2 separate regions of the Mus musculus genome follow, and region 2 is linked to region 1. Evidence: chromatin contacts called from public HiChIP or PLAC-seq data. All regions are on one chromosome and are shown on one strand. Each heading gives the region's core, a stretch centred on a gene start, on an enhancer-like site or on the middle of the called end of the contact. The rest is flanking DNA. Distances are from core to core; before and after follow the strand shown.

What was found. HiChIP or PLAC-seq counts read pairs in DNA pulled down with a chosen protein or histone mark.
Region 2: a contact with region 1 is called in an H3K4me3 HiChIP or PLAC-seq map of embryonic stem cells, with 96 read pairs. The contact joins the enhancer-like site here to the promoter of Krt14 in region 1. A contact is called at or near these places in 20 of 39 promoter capture datasets (3T3-L1-derived adipocytes, the C10 cell line, the HPC-7 cell line and 9 more), 8 of 15 datasets of contacts at CTCF or cohesin (CD8 T cells, the NIH/3T3 cell line, embryonic stem cells and 2 more), 100 of 484 Hi-C or Micro-C datasets (3T3-L1-derived adipocytes, 8-cell embryo, the AtT-20 cell line and 43 more), 22 of 115 datasets of contacts at active chromatin or transcription factors (acute myeloid leukemia, craniofacial prominence, embryonic stem cells and 5 more) and 4 of 9 other capture datasets (adipose tissue, embryonic stem cells, liver and 1 more).

What each region holds. Positions count from the first base shown.
Region 1 is chr11:100,206,089-100,208,788 of GRCm38.p6, forward strand. It overlaps Krt14 (keratin 14), which reads right to left and starts at 1,422. Exons shown (of 8, transcript NM_016958.2): 1 at 825-1,422. The coding sequence starts at 1,367.
Region 2 is chr11:100,295,159-100,297,858 of GRCm38.p6, forward strand. All of the region lies in intron 1 of Gm14206 (a long non-coding RNA gene), which reads right to left. Among named protein-coding and RNA genes, the nearest start is that of Gm14206, 4.4 kb to the right of the region's middle. Within about 2 kb of position 1,358, at least 20 of the 459 cell types and tissues checked have an H3K27ac peak or open chromatin away from gene starts, as enhancers often do. A contact at or near this core is called in CD8 T cells and pancreatic cancer cells, where this site is marked.

The sequences.
Region 1 (2,700 bases), core at 172-2,671:
CGCATTCCTTTCTAAGCCCATGGGGCATGGACCAAGGGTGGGACTTTCCCAAGAGACAAAACCCAACTTGCCCAGGGGATTAGAAAAGAGGAAACTGGAGAAGAAGAAGAAAAAAAATGACAGAAGGATCTCTGAAGCTGGCTGGAATTCCGGCCAGGGACCCGTCTAATTTCCGTAACTTATGCGAGGCACAAGAGCCAAGCAGGTTTAACAGGAGGAAGAAGAGGAGCTCTGGAAACACAGCTCCGCCAGGCTCCCTCTGGTTTGTAGTAAAAAAATATACGGGTCTTGATAGTTGTGGGTGTGGATTTTTCTACGTCTGCCTGACTATAGGGAGAGGCTATCTGGTGCCAAGGTTCATGGGCGGAGGCAGCCTCAGCCCAGACTAACAAGCTAATGAGCGGTTTGGGTGTCTAGCTCGGTGGGTCCCGTTACAGGCTCACTCCTCCCTTCTACTAAAGAGGTAAGTGCCCCCTGTAGCAGAGGGTGAGCCACCTGTGCTCTAACCTCAGTCCTGCACCGCCCCCTCTCTTGATCTTTAGCAAGACACAGCACCTCTCAACCTTCAACTTCCTCCTCTGCCAAATGCTAAGGGCAGGAACCATCAGTCTCACGTGGGCTAAGGACTGGAGCACATAAAAGCATGGAGTAAAGAAAGCCAGGGAGCAGCACCGTCTTCTCACTGACCAGCTCTATGGGGGATGGCCAGGGAGGGTCTCAGAGAGAGATACTGGGGACTAGAGACTGTCTTTCTAGGAGTCTAGTGATGATCTGAAGCCTTGGAGGACACTGGAATGGCAAGTCCTGCTGTCCATTTGACCCACCTTGCTCTTCAGGTCCTCGATGGTCTTGAAGTAGGGGCTGTAGTCTTTGATCTCAGTGGGCCGCTGCCTCTGGTACCAGTCCCGAATCTTCACCTCCAGTTCAGTGTTGGCCTCTTCCAGGGCACGCACCTTGTCCAGGTAGGTGGCCAGGCGGTCATTGAGGTTCTGCATGGTCACTTTCTCACTGCCCACCAGGAGCCCATCACCAATACCACCGCCAAGACCACCACCAAGACCACCACCAAAACCACCACCAAGACCACCACCAAAACCACCACCAAATCCATCAAATCGACCACCAAATCCACTACCAAGTCCTCCACCAAAACTGCTGCTGCTGAAGCTCCCACCATAGCCACCTCCAATCCCACAGGCTCCCCCAGAGGAGAAGCGAGAGGAGGTAACCGACATGCCCCCGTAGGTGCTGGGAGCCCGGCAGGATCCTCCAGCCAGGATGGAGGACATGCGGCTAGAGCCACCACCGATACCACAAGAGCCCTTCATGGAGCTGGAGGAGGTGAACTGGCGGCTGCAGGTGGCCATGGCTTTGAGAGAGGTGAGCAAGTGAGCGAGTGAGTCGGCAGAGAGAAGAGAGAGCTGCTCAGGTGTGTTAGAAAAGGATGATAGTGCTTTATAGTGGTGAGGAGGGGGCGGGCCTGGCGTATTCCATTCCCCTTGGCTTTCATCACTCCCAGGCCAGCGCCAACTCCCGATCAGATCCCTCCTCTCCTCCGCCTCATCATGTCTGTCATATTTTACTGGAAACTCATTGTTTGAAGTGTTTTGGGCTTTCTCGTCCCGCCAGGCATGATTCACCAGGGGAGGGGTGGGCCTGCGGGCTACACTTTCCCATGAGGCCCTGGGAGCCACAGCCCTTAGGAACCCACACTCTGGGCTCAGCTAGAATGACAAGTAGGGCCTTACCACACCATAAACCTGCTGACCTGTTAGTTCCCATTAAATGGGTGGGAGAGTCCTTTATTACACGTAGAAAAAGACCACCAGAGCAGGAGACTGGCACTTAGCTGGAGGTACATTGGCGTGGCCACCCTCAGCGCTACCTGCTAAGGACTAGCTATCTGTCACATCCTCAGCCAGCCAGGTGGCTCAGACTCAAGGCAGCTTCCCCTGAGCCCTGGGTACAGACCCTAATATCCACCACACACCTACACGCAGATCTGTGACAATAGCTATTAGGTCACCAAAGGACTCAGAGACACAACCAGAGACACTGAGAAACAGCACAGAGTCAGGCTCTTCTCAGAGCCCTCATTTGCTCTTCTGAAAAGTGGGAGGAAAGAGCATCCACCCATTGTTTCTACTGCAGAAAGCTCTGAGGGTTAACTTTGGGTGGCACAGAGTCTGGCCAGAGGGTTGAAACTTATTTTGACCTCAAAGCAGGTAAGGGCACATGCCTGGAACAAGCCTAGAGAGATTTGTTTGTCTGTTCATTTGTTTGTTTGTTTGTTTGTTTCCAGCCCCAGATGTCCTCTCGGATGCCAAGATAGCTGAGCTGAGAGGCAGAGGGCTGACTCAGACATCCTCACTTCATCTCCCATGGAGCTCACCCAAGACACGTATGGGGAGGAGGAACGCAGGCACCTGGGAGGAAGGCAGGACTGAGCCAAGGGCATAATAGCCAAAGTGGACGAGAGGGTTTCTGACTCCTGAGTCCCTGAGGATCAGGGGACAGCTCCAAGAACCCAGCTAATTCTGCTTCAGAGGTTTGTATATCAAGCTTCAACTATCCCCAGAACACCCACTTCCTGCCCCTCAGCTCCATAGACCCCTGCAGGCATGTCGGGAGGAATGTGGTCGTGTCTGGGACTGCCTGGCACGTCCTATCTTCCCAGACAGGCCCCAACAGCCCCCGCTG
Region 2 (2,700 bases), core at 108-2,607, 89 kb after region 1:
CACCACTGAGCTACATCCTGAGCTCAGGTTATTTTTATGACTTGGGAAAGTTGTATGGAATTCAAATGTAGGTGCCCATTACCAAAGCCTTATTGGGCCACAGCCTCACAGTTCATCGCCGCGACGTCTTTCACGCCTGGGAGGCAGAGCACCCTTCACAGTCGGCCTGTGGGACCTATAAAGCAGGACTCACCACCCTCTGCACAAATGAGGCGAGCAGGGGTCACCCAGGCTTCTAACCTGGCTGCCTGGCGAAAGAAATTCAACCTTCCCTCGGCCTGAGCCTCCCTTGCTCCCACAGCAGGTCACCTAGGTTCTCTGCATCTGAAAGGCAGTAGTGCCCCCTGCCGGCAGACGGAGCATCTAGTCTGATCGCCGACTCGGCCTCTGCTGTCACCTGGTGGTCACTTCAGAAAGCGCATCTAGGAACTCAGTCCTTGGTGAAACATCCCTTTAAGGGTCCACAGAAGTGTGCACAGACAGGCCACCCTGATGGAGGCAACTCCTCAATTGAGGCTCTTTATTCCCAGGTGTGTCAAGGTGGCAGCTACGATCATCCACCCTACACCACTTGAGCGCCACGCAAGATGCTCTACTAGATGTAGGAGAAACCCTAGAAAAGGGCAGTGTGTTCCCCACCCCCAGTACCTGCCTGGTGGAGGGAAATACCCAGACAGGACTCCAAGGGGAAATAAGGCATATTTAGGTGGATGGAGAGCATCATCAGGCAGCACCGTGGCCACTCACCTTGCTGGTCACGAGAGGTTTCCAGGCCATTGAGTATATCAGCCAGGCAAAGACACAGGGGAAATGGTGCCTACAGAAGCCAAGGGGACCAAGTGGCAGGGACACAGGGTGGCACAGAGAAGGAGTAGCTTAGGAGCTTAGGTAGAGATAGAGGGGGCTGAGGTAAACTGAGGTCCCAGAGCTGGGAAATGCACCAGGTGGAAGGGTTCTGTCCCAGCTCCATGGTAACGGGGAGCTACTGTTCTAGGAAGAAGCAGGAGGTGTGGATACTTCAGGGTCACCCACTCGGCGACTGCAGCTCTGACAGCAGCCTCCCAGACCACAGGCTCCTCTAGCACTCGAGGTGCACACAGGCAGAACTCTACCCCTGCCCCTAGGGCAGCCCCAACCCTGCCTAGCCAACCGATCTATAGCAGATGTGGCCTTCCAAGCAGCTGGGAGAGCACTTAGGAGCCAGACTCTGGGTGTGAATCTTGCTAGCCATGAGGCCTTGGGTTTGCCACTTAACATCTCTCAACCTCCATTTTCTCCCCTGTAGAGGAGATGTAGAAAGTCAGGTGTGGGGCAATCACCTGAAATCCCAACACTGAGGAAGCCAAGACAGGTAGACTCCTCAGATTGATCGCCAGCCAGCCTACTCCATGAGTCACGGGCTAATGAGTAACCTTACCTCAGAAAATAAGGTGGGCAGCACCTGAGGAAAAACAGATGGGGCTGACCTCTGACCTCCGCACACATGGAAACACACAGTCAAGCAAGAGGTCTATGGATCTCAGTGCTGCTCACGGGAGAGAGACTGGGCCAGAAGTACTCAGCATTAGCAGGTACTAGGAGAGGTCGGTACTGATGGGCATTTTCCTGAGCAGCTCCTAGGAGTCTGTGCCGGCATTTTAAAATGTGCCAGCAAGGACTGGAGAGATGGCTCAGGGGTTAAGAGCACCGACTGCTCTTCCAGAGGTCCTGAGTTCAAATCCCGGCAACCACATGGTGATTCACAACCATCTGTAATGAGATCAGATGCCCTCTTCTGGTGTGTCTGAAGACAGCTACAGTGTATTCATAATATACATTCAATCAATCAATATGTGCCAGCAAGAACTGAGAATTCAGTCTGGCACAGTTTCCCCATCTGATAAGTGGCCTGAGATGGTTTCCACTGATCCAGTGCCCTCAAATCCTGCTCTCTGACCTGCGAAGGACGTATAAGATGACACACCCCACCCCCGCCCACTCCCCTTCCCTGACCAGAGCAGAGAGCTTTGCTCTTCATAATGGAAAGAAATGGCCCTCATTTCCCCCTCCCCACTGCCCCACACTTCCCCTGACTCAACTGAGGCTCAGAGCATCCTTTGCCATCCTTCTGTGCCCCCCCCCCTCTCTCTCTTGCTTTAGTCTCTTCCCTCCACTCACCTGAACTCTAACATATTACTTCACTTTCCGCTGCACTTCTATCTAGTCTCTGCTGGGAGGGACGGAGTGTTCCTCCTTCCCCACACAGCCCAATGACCTACACAGAGGGGGCATGATGCCTTCTGACACTTGGAGCTATGTACCCACACCTTTACACACACACACACACACACACACACACACACACACACACACACAGAGTCTGCGGTAGGCTAGTCCTAGATTCTGAGCAGTCTCCACACGCCCCAGGACAGTGTCTGAGGAGAAGAGTCCTATGAATCTCTTGTTCACTTCAGTTCCCATACAGCCCCACCACCCCAGGCTCCCCATGCCTTCCTGGTTGCCTTGCCCCTTCCCTTGAACTCCCTCAGATCCTGTCACCTGGATCTACAACCATGAAAAGGGACGTGCGCCTGTTAACAGCTTTGTTCCCAATGCAATGCCTGACAACTGACAGGTGCTTAAACACTAAATGAATGAATGATTACAGGTAAACCCACAATCGCCACCCAGAACTCTGACCATCAGTTGCAAACTGTGCCA